2 separate regions of the Gossypium hirsutum genome follow, and region 1 is linked to region 2. A link is a contact called in public Hi-C data. All regions are on one chromosome and are shown on one strand. The core of a region is the stretch at or near the end of the contact, and the rest is flanking DNA. Distances in the headings are between cores, read along the strand shown. Region 1 holds the start of LOC107943250 (beta-glucosidase BoGH3B). Region 2 holds the start of LOC107889232 (protein STRICTOSIDINE SYNTHASE-LIKE 3).

The links. A called contact is a pair of places that touch in the nucleus more often than the background predicts.
Region 1: a Hi-C map of leaf shows a contact between it and region 2, with 2.1 times the contacts expected there. The contact joins the promoter of LOC107943250 here to the promoter of LOC107889232 in region 2. A contact is called at or near these places in 3 of 34 Hi-C or Micro-C datasets (callus and leaf).

The regions. Positions count from the first base shown.
Region 1 is chrA09:67,099,429-67,106,171 of Gossypium_hirsutum_v2.1, forward strand. LOC107943250 (beta-glucosidase BoGH3B) reads right to left here and starts at 5,086. Exons shown (of 10, transcript XM_016876998.2): 1 at 4,959-5,086; 2 at 4,438-4,697; 3 at 3,921-4,125; 4 at 3,618-3,708; 5 at 3,383-3,528; 6 at 2,761-3,004; 7 at 2,571-2,675; 8 at 2,248-2,430; 9 at 1,882-2,086; 10 at 976-1,642. The coding sequence starts at 4,657. The coding sequence ends at 1,155.
Region 2 is chrA09:66,909,810-66,916,668 of Gossypium_hirsutum_v2.1, forward strand. It overlaps LOC107889232 (protein STRICTOSIDINE SYNTHASE-LIKE 3), which reads right to left and starts at 3,263. Exons shown (of 4, transcript XM_016813587.2): 1 at 2,595-3,263; 2 at 2,071-2,346; 3 at 887-1,054; 4 at 1-542. The coding sequence starts at 2,923. The coding sequence ends at 140.

The DNA.
Region 1 (6,743 bases), core at 3,836-6,335, 190 kb after region 2:
TAGTGAGTATTTAGTACTCAGATAGTATTTTTTTTGTAATTTTAAAAAAAATTTGATATTTTTTAAAATATTTTACTATACTCATTAATTTTTTAATCCTAATTTTAATTTAATTTTCATCACCTAATGAATGTTGATAAATATATTTCAGATGTATTTTGACTAGATAAATAATCTATTTAAACATGGCATATAATTATGTTAAATAAGTATTTTTATAGAAATATATAATATACATAAAGTATAATAATTATTTTTCATATTTTTATATCTAGATTAAATTACATTAGTAGTCACTTAATTATGATTTATAATGTAACAAATGTTAACTTTTTGTAAAAAAAATTAAAATATGTAAAAAATATAAAATTTAGTGTAGCATTTAATCTTATATTATTAGTTAAAATAGGAAGGGATCTTGTATTGTCTAGGAAAAAGCTGCAAACCTATTCATGAGTCTATATATACACGTATCTCACATCCCACATTGCTTGCGAAAATAAAGAAAATAAAACTTTGGGTTTATATAAATATTTATTTTGTAAGTTTTATTTCCACATTAATTGGTGGCACAAAAAAAAAATGGTGCTGCAACTTTGGGTATTTATAAAGGTTTATTCTCGTAAATTTTAAAAACATGGTCTATTTTTATAATATTTTTTAAAAATAAGCATTTTTGAAAATTTAGTAACAAAAGTAAATTCATGTCAACGTACTTTTTCCCGACACAAGGAAAAAAGTGTTGACATAAAAATATTTTTTTACGTTATGCCCTGAAAATGCGTTTACATCAGTGTATTTTAGTGTTTATAGTCCATACCTGTTATTATTTTTTAGAATGACCTATTTCCGTAAATAATTAAAGTCAGTGTTTTTAAAAGTGTTGCAGAATTGTTTCAAAAAAAACCCAGAATTGTTTCCTTATGATATTGAATCCTGTTTGGATAAGCATTTAATATGAATTTTGGATATAGATATTTCAAGAAATTCGTAGAATTAAAGCAGTATAGTAAAATGCTGATATATGAAACCTTAGGCCTAACCTGGCCCCGGTTCATAAATACCTCTAATGTAGAGGAAAAATAATTTAAAGTTTCTACCATGTAAGGGAAAATGCCTAATATAAAGCAGCAAACTCAGTCTCTACAATGATATTAATTCTGGTGGGTAGGTTTAGTAGTCAAACCAAAGCCAAAGGGAAAGAGAGGGTCATAATGTGGATCACCGACATTCATTGGAAGCTGGTCAACGGTCTTGAACCATGTCCTTGCGAGCTTGCCAGTGAACCCGTAGTCACCAAACAAGACATCAGCAACACCTTGGCCCTCGGTCCCCGGAAGCCAAGCAGCTACAAGTGCATCAATCGACGAGACAAATGGCTGTACAACAACCGGCCGACCAGAGATGACAACAACAACACATTTCACAGACCCACAAACATTGTAAATAGTATTGGGACCCGGCTCTGATATTGTAAGATTCAGGCTGTCACCATATGTTTCTGCGTACGGCGGTTCTCCCACAACCACAATGGCATAAGAGAATTCGCCAGATTTAACAAACCCTGCATCCGGGTTCTCACTGTATACAACTTGAGTACTTGAATCAACTGTATTTTTGACAGCCTGGAGGATAGTCGTACCTGTTTGAGAAGATTGTGTTCAGTCAAATCATAAGGGATAAGTGCATAAGGGATTCAACAAGGATTAAACAAAGCCCAACTATCTATTTTGAAATTAACAAACCCCTTAAGTTAGGAGTAGTTAATAAATAATGGCAAATTTAGAGGCAACACCACAACTTAAATGCTTTTCTGGGTCATTTTATTTGTCAACCTATTTATGTTTTTAATTGTTTCAAGTGTAAAGTCTAAAAACGTACCAGTTGTGAGATCGTTGCCACCAAGACCCTGCCATGTAATGGTCCAGCCTCCACACTGATAGCCCAAGTTATCGGCATGAGTGCCAGCAACTAGTATCTTAGTTGCTTTCTTTGGAAGGGGTAACAATGGCTTATCGGCAGACTCACCATTCTTCAGTAGGACGAGACTTTTCCTCACAGCTTCCCTTGCCAACTCCCGATGTTCCTATTCAAAGCATGCTGCCATTTAGTAAAACTATGTTTTTTTTTTTTCACCAATATGCTACCCAACATTCTGCATTGCAGATATGACTCTTTGATCCCATAAATAAGGATAATCGAAGGGCATACAAGTCCTATTATAACAACAGAATGGATTCAACATACCTGACTCCCGAGTTGGTTGACCAGGCTGTTATCAGCCATTGGATTCTCAAAGAGACCCATCACAAATTTAACCCTCAAGATTCGCTTTACAGCATCATCAATCCGGCTCATTGGAATGATATTGTTTTTAACCTGATAGGTTAGGTCATCAATAAATTCTGTGAAGTTATAAGGAACCATGACCTGCACGACACCAGAGATTTCTTTAGAAGACGAGAGAAGCTCAACTTGTCAAAGTACCATATGCAAAATAAAGATTGGTACTCCGATAGACTCAAAAAGTTTGAATAGCCTGACATATATAGTACTAAATATGGACTGACCATATCAATCCCGGCACCAACTCCAGCTTCTACAGAATATGAGTAGTTAGCATGTGGAGGAGAGGTAATCCTATCAAGACCCTGCCAATCTGATATAACGAAACCCTGAAATACACCCAAAGAAACAAGTCAAAACCAAATGGTTTATACTGATTGTAGTCAGTGGAGATAAGTTTTTAGTTTATGTTACCCTGAACTTAAGCTTGTTTTTCAAGAAGTCGGTCACAAGATCATGATTAGCATGCATCTTTTTTCCATTCCAGCTAGAATAGGATGTCATAATTGTTGCAACGCCCTTTGCAATAGAGTTAAAATATGCAGGCATGTGGATGCTGAGTAATCCGTTCCAGCTAATAACAGTATTGTTCTCGTTTATGCCTTTTGTTGTACCTCCATCTGCCACATAATGCTTAGCACAGGCTGCCACCTTGTTCCTAGAAAAAGAAATTAATTGATGATGGGAAACTCAATACTTTCTAATTCAACCAATTAAGTTATTACAATCTGAAAATGTACATTAGGAGAACCTATAAATCTTCATAACTAAGAGCAGATGACTCAATCTGATCTATCTAATAGGGTATGATACAGAAGAGTTTGGTGGACCTATTACTTTGCTTCATTATTCAAGTCTTGTTTTATATTTAGATGACTAAGTGACCCACAATGAAAGCCTGCCACATGATTACACCTAACGATGTCCAAAAGATTTAAGACAAATTTGGGACACTTGTAGTTTGGGAAATTCTCATCACAAGTAAAGTTAGTAACGCTAGCCTTTTAAGTGGTTGGTTTATAGTAAAGACTCTTACTTTCCAGCAACAAAGGGAACACCCTTTTTAGAATGGACAGGGAGGCCTCCTTGTAAACCAGTTATAATCTCAGTCATCATTTGAACAATCTTATGATCCTCACTGTAGCTTTCATAGCATCGACCCCACCTTGGGTCCCTGCAAACCTGTAGTAAAAGCAAACAAAAGAAATTAGTACACATGGTGCATGCTTTAAAATATATCGGCATTCAAGCATGTTCTAATGTTTAATTACCGCGATGCATGGAGCAAAAGCATATGGGATTCCTGTAGCTCTAACTTCGAGCGCAGTTGCTTCACCAATCCTCTTGACAAGGTTAGGATCCCTGCGGGGAAAAAAATCACCATTGCTCAACATTTCATCCACTAAATTTAGTTCCAATTAGACCGATGCGGGTTGAAAGTGAATCTTGAACTCTTAGCCACTTCATAATAAGACAAAAGATGAAAGTCTATATCTAAGGCAAAATGTAAAACCTTGAATAATTGATAAAGAAAAAATTCAATGATCATTTTTGCCTTATGATATAAGACTTGCCTAGTCACTCCAAGACCAATATTATGAGGAAAAATGGTGGCTTTGTACACATTGTTGTGACCATGAACTGCATCAATCCCGTATATCATTGGAATTCCAAGACGGGTGGATAAAGATGCCTTTTGTATCGTATTCACCATCTCAATCCAAGTTTCAGGAGTAGCTTTTTGAGCTGGCACACTCCCTCCACCACTCAGAACACTTCCTGCACAAACCATGAAACCACCTCCAATTACCACATAACTCATTTTCCTAAAAAGACAGCATTAAGCATGACAACCATTTGCATAAATAAACATAATAAAATAAAACGAAAGAGTTAGCATATTCAATGAAATTAATATTTGGCAGCTAGGGTATGAATCCACAGGTAAATGAAACTAAATAAACAAAATCATAGAGGATTGTGCATCAAACATACACTCTTGGAAGAAATTCGGCATATAAACAAAACACGAGGAAAAAACTAAAATGTGGACTTATTAAAGATTGTTAAAAGACGGATTTGGTTTTATACCAATGAAGTAGTTCTTCATCGCATCTGGGGTAGCAACAGTGCGCTCAATCTGAGTCATTTGGCCAATCTTTTCAGCCAAAGTCATCCTACGCATTAAATCTTTGATTCTAACACCCAATGGCTGTTTTGGGTCTTTGTACTTCATATAGGTTGCTTCCGTAAGAGCAGCTAAGCAGCATAGCAGTAGAAATCCCAACTTGGGTATTGAAAATTTAGCCATTTTTTTTCGAGTTCCCGGATCAAGCTTTAGCTCTGAAAGTCTGAAGGTGTAAAGAAAGTTAGACCGTATGTGAAGATTAAAATCTAGAAAGTGGCAGAAGACTATAAAAATCAAATGTGAAGGCTATCTGTTGTAAGCTAAAACTCAAGTACTCTGAAGCATTTTGATTGCTATCAGATAAGTTAAAAGGATAAACATTTTCATTTCTATCAGATAGTTAAAAGATAAAATGAGTGGAAAAATAAAATAAAACAACCCCAAAAATCAAAAACTCTAAACAAGATTGGAACTTCGAACTTACTGGAAAGCACTGCTAGCTGAGAAACTATAATACACGGAGAGTAAAAATGGGGGAAAGCGAGAGAGATGTAGAGTCGTAGTCCCAATGTAAAATGACAGTCATTTATAGAGAAATGTAATTAAAAAAATGGTCCCAACACGCTTTTTTATATTATTACTTCCCCTTTACTTCTGCTTTTCCGGTAGTCAATTTTTCCAACAAAATTTTTTTCTAGACAAATTTCAAACTTTGAAAACGCAATTCATTTTCTTTTCATGTTTTATTTTTATAAATCTCAATCGTATTTTAAAAATCACAATTTGTATTGATCTGTTTGTCGCCTCAAAACAATATTATTATTTTAAATATTGTACTAAAAAATTATGTCTTGATTACATTAAAATTACTCAAATTAGTTAAAAATATGAAAATCCAAAGAGCAAAAGAGTGTGTCACATTTTCTTTTTCTTTTTATTTAGTAAAATTTTGAAGTGCTTCACACTTCGCTTTGTTTTCACAATTCCATCACTTCAATAAGTTTGATTAAGGATCCATCTTTCCATTTGTGATTAAAGGAATTAATTCACCATATCTTTCATATTTAATTTTATTAAAATTCATTCATCTGATTTTTAAAATATTAATTAAATACTTATTCATATTCTGAAAAATATTAAACATTTAAAATATATAAAAAAAAACTTTTTGAATTCTTAAAAATAAAAATACAAAAATTAAATATTTTAAAATACAAATGTTGGTTTACATATGGTTTGAAAATTTTAGATTAAATTATTTACTGTAATGTTGTCATCAATATTAAGTCGATGTCGAGTTGACTTATGACATCAACTCAGCCAAATACATGAATAATATATACAACTAATGAAAATAGTAAAGTGTGCATAATAAAATGAAAATATATAAAAATGTCAAAAAAAGGAGTTGTAGTTAAATCACAAATTAAAGGTTTTATTAATATAATTGGTATGAGTTTAAATTTCACTATATGAATATTTTTATTAGTTTCTTTTCAAAGTAAAAAAGATTAAAATATCCTTGAATAATATTATTTATTTTAACTACGAAAGGATATTCTCGTAACTTCCTAACCGACCAACTCGGTTAGGAGTTTTAATAATAGTAAATATAGTAAATTAAAGGTTGTATTAATGTAATTGGTCTGAGTTTAAATATCAACATATATATATTAAAATAATATTATTTATTTTAATTACAGGAGGATATTTTCATAACTTTCTAATTAAATTAATAATTCGAAGAATCAATCAAAATAAAAATAAAAAATTTAAATAATAATATAAATAAACATATTTTAATTAAAAATGATTATATACTCAATTCTTGGCCATCACATTGAAAATGATAAGGTTTCATATGTTATATTGATTTTTCCCTTTTTTTTTTTTTCAAAAAATTCGGTGCGAAATTTGGAATAACACGAATGTGCGTACCTTCCTTGCAGAAGCCAACCTCTTAGAACGCGGCTTAAAGTGGGGGAAATAATTGATTTCTCACTGAAAACTTTTTAAAAAATAATCTATATTTTTATTCTTAATTACTTGGAAGTCTTATCTCTTCGGGACAACTCTAATTCATCACCGCACATAATCTAATTTTAAGTAATTACTTTTTATAAAATTAATATTTTTTATAAAAATTATGAATTTTTTCATCACATCGCGAATTGAATCATAATTAAAATAAAATATTTATGTTTAACTTTTCAGATAATATCATTCTGATACTTCTTATTTTTTTCCATTATATAATAAACATGAATTA
Region 2 (6,859 bases), core at 2,013-4,512:
GCCCCACTGCCAATAACAAGTATAGACTTAGAAAACATTCTTGTGTTTTTCTTCAAAGTGAAAACGATGGCTAAGAGAAGATTTGCCACATTCATAAAGCACCATTGCTAAGTCTTTATTTTTCCTTCTGCCTCCCAACTCAAGCCAAGTTGTAAACTGCCACAAAGGGCATAAGAACACTCCCTAGCCAGAGCTTGCCATCCCTCTCTTCGACTTCACTAACCGCTTTCACAACCTTCCCTTCACTATCCTCCAACACCTGCAACAGCTTTCCATCTGGACTGTATTTCACAACAATTCCGTGCAGCTTACCGCCAATCTGAAGCAGGTATTGAATTTTTGCAGATATAGGGAGCTTGAGAATGAATTTCCTGAGTTTTGGATATAATCCCATTATATGAGCATACGTGAACCTGCGACAGTGAATTGCTACCCAAAATTCACCTTCTTTATTTGTTCGGACATTGTCCGGAAATCCTGGTAAGATGGCAAATACCTCAGTACTCCCTGCTTTCTCACCTTTCAACCAGTACTTGAGTAATCTGTGCATTTAACATAATATTAAATCATCACATAGCAACAGTTAAAAGTTGTACTATAATTCTTAAGAACTAATCTACTTTGCCTCTGTAATCCTGGCATTTTTACAAGGAAACGATAAAGGTAAAGAAAAATAAAATCTACAATCATCAATTGCGGTTATCCTTTTTTAAACAGGATCTTTCGACATTCATGGAAAGCAATATGTCATGTATTGAAGCAAAATGGGTTCAAGCAATGTGAAAAATCATCATTGTATATAAATCCAAATGAAAGTGTTTTTAAAGGCTATAGCACGTGCAGATCTAACACAGCAATATTTGAGTACATGTAGAAGCATGCAAACCTGCCCGGACATCCTTCGCAAAATATGAGAAAAGAACCATCCTTGCTCAAGGATACACCGTTTGGAAATTGGAGATTCCTGACAAGGACAGCAGTTTCCTTTGTGTAAAGATTATACTTCAGAAGCCTCCCACTATTCTCCGAAGAAAAAACTAGCTGCATGAAGTTCCTGAATGCTACATTGTCAGTGCCAATTACCAATAATCTTCATTCTACATCATGGGGTCTTTCATGTAGAGTGAAACATGATCGAAGTAACAGAAAATTTGCTCCGTTCCACTGGCAGAAGTTGCAAATATAGTCTTAAAGGTTCACATGTCAATCAATACAAGTATAACTAACTTATACCGATTTTTTATGTAGGGATTTACAGAAGATTTCAATATATCAATGATTAGAACACATAAAATTTTCAGTATACCGAGATTTCTACGTCTTCTTTCCAATAAACACTACCAGCAGTCTCAAAACTAAAATAGTAAGTTACAGTTGGAATCATTTAATTACCTTATATTTATACAAATTGACAAGGGTGGTGTCAAAATCCACAAACCATGCATGAAAAGAAATCCCATCCCTGGGTGTAAGCACAAATGCAATGCAACAGTAACTTAAATTTAAGGGGCCATCAGGCACATAAGTGATTCTCGGACATGCCGTATCATGTGACCCCCAAGGCTCATGCATGCTCATATAGACACAGCAATCAAAGAACATATATTGCATTGGGAATCAAATGATTTCCACTCATTATTAAGACAGGCACATAAGTGATTCTCGGACATGCCGTATCATGTGACCCCCAAGGCTCATGCATGCTCATATAGACACAGCAATCAAAGAACATATATTGCATTGGGAATCAAATGATTTCCACTCATTATTAAGACATAGTATAAAGGGGAAGTATCGACAAAGTCAAATAACACTTTCGTGGACAACTCTCTAGTCTTGACAGGATTTGAACATTCCTCCCCACAGCCAAAGTCAGTTCCATAGAACAGCTTTGTTGAAAAAAAAATATGACAGCATCTTTTTCATCTTATTCCATGTCGTAGAAAATAGGTGGCATTTGAATGCCTTTGTGATCTAATAAAATCTTCAATAGTTCATACGTTTTTCAAATGCACTACGAATTTCAACGACATTAGTCCACAACTTAGAAAATTATTGTCAGAAACCTACCTTCTCTGGAATTTGCTGCTGCTATCAGTAAAATATATGTTTCCTTCATCATCAATGTCAAGGTCATTGGTAAACCTCAGGGGCACCCCATCTACCTCAGTTACAAGTGGTGTTGCTAATCCGCCTTCCGGACCCACCTTGAACAACCCCAAATATGCATCAGCAATGTACAAATCACCAGTGTTCTTATCAAACCGGAGACCCAAAGGCCTGCCACAGATATGCTCATTTGGCAGGTAACTCTGTGGTGATGGCTTGGGATTACATATTTCAGACCTGAAATCCCAAATTGCACATGGTAAAATATTATAACAGTTATACTTCACACATTATTCAATCATATGACATCACTTCATGAAGGCAGCCATCCCCAAATTTTCCATAGAAACTTCTAACAAAGTACAGCTATGTAACATAAGCTAATTCTGCGCACGCACACACAGACAAAAAAAAAAACTATCACAAATGAAGGTAAAAAGAAAGAAAAAGAAAAAAAACCCATTAGCAAGAACTAGATAACTCACCTATTGCTGGAAGCATAAGCAAAATCCTTCCAGTTTTGACCATCCCAGAAGAGAACTCGACCATCAGCAACACCAGTGTAAGGACCACGACCAAGAGGGTCAAATGCCATGCTTTCAGGGCCCTGAACCTGGTTCAAGAACTTAATCTCTGACTTCTGAAGCAAATTATCCTTGTCCCTGTCTGTCGGAACCAGTTCCCATGGAGGCAAATCCACCTTGTAAGACTCAAAGTCAGGAAATTCAGAGATTGCACTGTGCTTAAAAGGGTCTATCCCACAGTATAGAGCGAGCAGCAAAAACAGTAAACCCAGAAACCCAATTGGAGTCATCGCTAGAAATTTTGAGGAAATACAGTACAAAAGCAAAGCTTGGAACAGAAAAATTATCAGTTCTTCAGCTGATGTTTAAGCCTTCAACCACACTTGGGTGTCCAAAAAGATTTCCTTTCTCTTGCAATCAAGAAAACAACCCTTTGTTTGTATGTTTTGAAGGACGGATAGAGGGTTAGGTAGATCTCATTTTTGCTGCCTCTAGTTTCTGGTCATTGGTAGATACTGAAATGAGGCAGGTGAGGTTCTTTTTTTTTTTTTTTTTCCTGTTTTAATGAGACAGGTGAGTGTTGCCGAAACCGATGTTGCAATAACCAATTACAGTTGAATGTTCAACCACGGCTCATTTGTACTCAAATAAAAATAAATAAATTACATTTGTAGTAACTAATTAATTATGATTTTTTTTTATCATTTCAGTCCCACAATTATTTATTTTGTTTATTTTTATTATCTAATTATTTTAAAATTTTAGGTGTTTTCATTTTTAACTCATCTAACTGATAATAAAAAAGATAAAATTAAATAATTAAGTGTTCATTTTTTAATTTTTATAATTAAATGACAAAAGAAATACTAATAATTAATAATTATTTTGTAACTTTTAATAATTAGATGATAAAAAAATTATAGTTACATATCTACTAATTTACACATAAAAAAAATCTAAAAATTAGTAAATCACGAACAAATAAGTGTAGTAATGTAAATTTTATTTTATAACAACAAAATTAAAATCTAATCTATCTATTTTTTTTTGTTTTAATAATCTGTCTAATTTATACATAAATAAAACCAAAAAAAAGGGTTATTAAGAGTTAATAGTTACAGTATTGGTATTTTAAAAAAAAATTAAGTCAATTCTTAGGGAAATTTGTAAACTACTTCATTTTTATTTAAATTTATTGATTTAAAAATGAATTAATTACCATGCTTTTAAATTTTTTATTAATTAGAGTTTTTTCTTTGTATTACATATTTTTTATTCTTTTTTGTTAAAGAGTAATAAAAAATCGAAAAAAAATCAATTTTGTTATTTGTTAAAGGAAATATTCCTTCACCAATTTGGAATGTCCCAAAACTCCTGACGGCAGCTATTATTGTCCGTAGGAGATAATTTTCCTTTACATATTACTCGCTAATTTTAAACAAAATAATTATTTTATTCAAAAATTTATTTCATTTATTTAAATTGAAATGTTACCCAGCTACACGATATACGATCCAGTAATATATATACTTGGGCCTTTTCTATTATTACTCGTACAGGTTTCATGGGCTGTGGCCCAATAAGCTCTTAGAAAATTTGTTTTTGACAAATGTTTGGATGATCAATGAAAAGTTTATAGGAGAATGGGTTTTTTTTTTTCATGAGTTTAAAAAATTGTAAGATTCGGTATATTATACTTTTAAGAAAGAATTAAGGTTTAAGTAGCAACGGTAATATTTTTGAAAGGGATAATCACGAATCTCAAACATAAATAATAATAAAATGGACATGAAAGATTAAAAATAAGTAGTAAGAGAGAGTCAAATGGCTGAAAATTTGGTATGACATTTATATTATAATTTAAGTTCTATATTGAACTATTGAGTTTATATCATAAGTCAATTGAATATTAATAAGTCTACTCAAAACTATTTTTATTCTTTTACAAAATAAAAAATATTAATATAAGAATTTTTATCTTTTTAATTTTTTTAATATAAAATATTTCTATAAAATATTACTATAGTGGAATTTGAAACTAAAAATACTTATGTTTGGTAGGAGTATTATTTTTTATACATATTTTAGTATATAGTTTAGCAATAAATTAATTTAATTGGTAATATTTAGCCATTCCCATGACTTATTTTTAGCAAATAGAAGAATTTTTTTTTTTGCTTATTTTGAAGAGATCTTATTTTTTTACAAGATTTTTTATTCGTCTTTCTAATTTCAAGTTTAAATTTTTAGTAACTATACTTTATTTTATGTCTAACTATTACAATACATATGTAATAAATGATTTTTTCTATTACACTAATAACCAAACGAGGCATCAACTTCAACTTAACCATTTCAACTAAAATTTAATTTGATTTCATATAAATAAATTTGTTACCTTTTTTTTTCATCCAAATTGTGGGAGTGACGTAATCTAGTAATAATAAAGTTGACTTTTAATGTCCGTATCTTTTGTCACTTTGGTTTAAATCTTTTATTTTCGTTTGGATTAATTTCACTCTCAACCTTTATTTTGAATAATTTGTTGTTTCTTTTAACGAGAATGATGGCTACACTGTTAAATTTTTAACAACACGAACATAACACTCCACACATTTTTTATTGTTAGTGTAATACTATTTTATGTTATATGTTAGGTTAACAAATAATTTAAAATTTTAAAATTTTCAAAATAAAATGTCATAAAAACTATAAAAATAGAAATTCTTAAAAGTTTCAAACAATAAAATTTTTTAAAATTTATTAAAAATCGTATTTTTTTATAAAATATAAACTTAAAAATTCTAAAAATTTAAAAAGCAAATGAAGTTGTAATATGATCCTTTTTTATTGGCAAGATAAATTTATCCTTCAACAATAAAATATTTTGTGAATTTAATCTTAAATTTAAAAAAAAAAAGTTTGCTACGACACCTTTGGTTGATGCATGCTGATAGATGAAGAAAGTTAATTCGAAAACATGGGAACATTTCATGCAATAATGATTAAAGCGTACTCAACGTATACTTGAGTTTCAGATACAAAAAGCCATTGGGTTTTTTTTTTCAGATCAAGTTGAAGCACAAGCAAGCATTCCGAGCCCTTTGATGATCCAACACTCATTTAATTTACACCCCATTAATAAGATAGGGAAAGGCTACATTCACCCACATATTACACAGTAAAAGTGAATCAGAAGTTTAAAACTGAGTTATGCAAAAGAAAATCATGTTGCAACCTGCAAGTACATGTTTCAAATTCTGCAAATGAAGTTGCCATAAGCTCATAGAATTTAACGGAATAAATTCACCAATGACTGGTTGATAAATCGAAGTAGAGGGAACAAGGCAGGGACCACAATGAGCTCAAAAGTATGCAGTGTCCTGGCCGATAAACGAGTATGGTGAGCTGCAGAAAAGCGTTAAGCAAACCAAGGATCTAGATGGTTATAAAGAGCCATAGCCCCTTGGTTGTTTGGAGAAACCCAAGTCGTACAAGGATACACTGATACAATCCAAATTCCAGAGAAAAGTTCCTTTGAACCTCATGAAGAAGATATAGAAACGAAACCGGAGGAAAGTGAAGAGGCCGAGATAATCAAAGTGGATCCAAAAGGGGACATTCATGTCCACTTGACGAAAAGTGAGAAGCTACAGGTTAAAAAGAGGTGGGAGCAGGCTTTGATAATCAAAGTGTTTGGAAGCACAGTGGGATCTCAATTCTTGATATTCAAGTCCACTTAGGCCAGGATTATTTCCTGGTTTGTTTACTTGCACGCAAAATTATGAAGTCATCAAACAAGGGTTGTGGTTCATTGGTGCAAGTGGAGACGACCTAATTTTCGAGCTTCACAAGCTTTCTCTTACCCATCGAATATTTCGATGTTGATGTACTCCAAAAATTTAGAATTGTCATAGGAAGCTTGTTAAGGATCGATAACTTCATGATGAATGAGGAAGGGGGCCGAGAAGTTTGCCCTCCGTGAATCCAAATAAATTTGGAGAAGCCTTTAAAGAAGTTCATCGACGTGGAAGGAAGGAAGCAAGCCATAGTCTATGAAGCTTTGTTTCGATCGGTTGAGGTATGGTCGGGCGCAAGGTAGATCTATGCTGGGAGAAAGGAAGTGGGGGTGCCGCCCACGGTGGAGATGGGAGAAACTAAGGAGCATTTTCTTGAGGAGACAAAGAAACAAAAATCGTGCTGACACACAAACTGACAAGTCACTG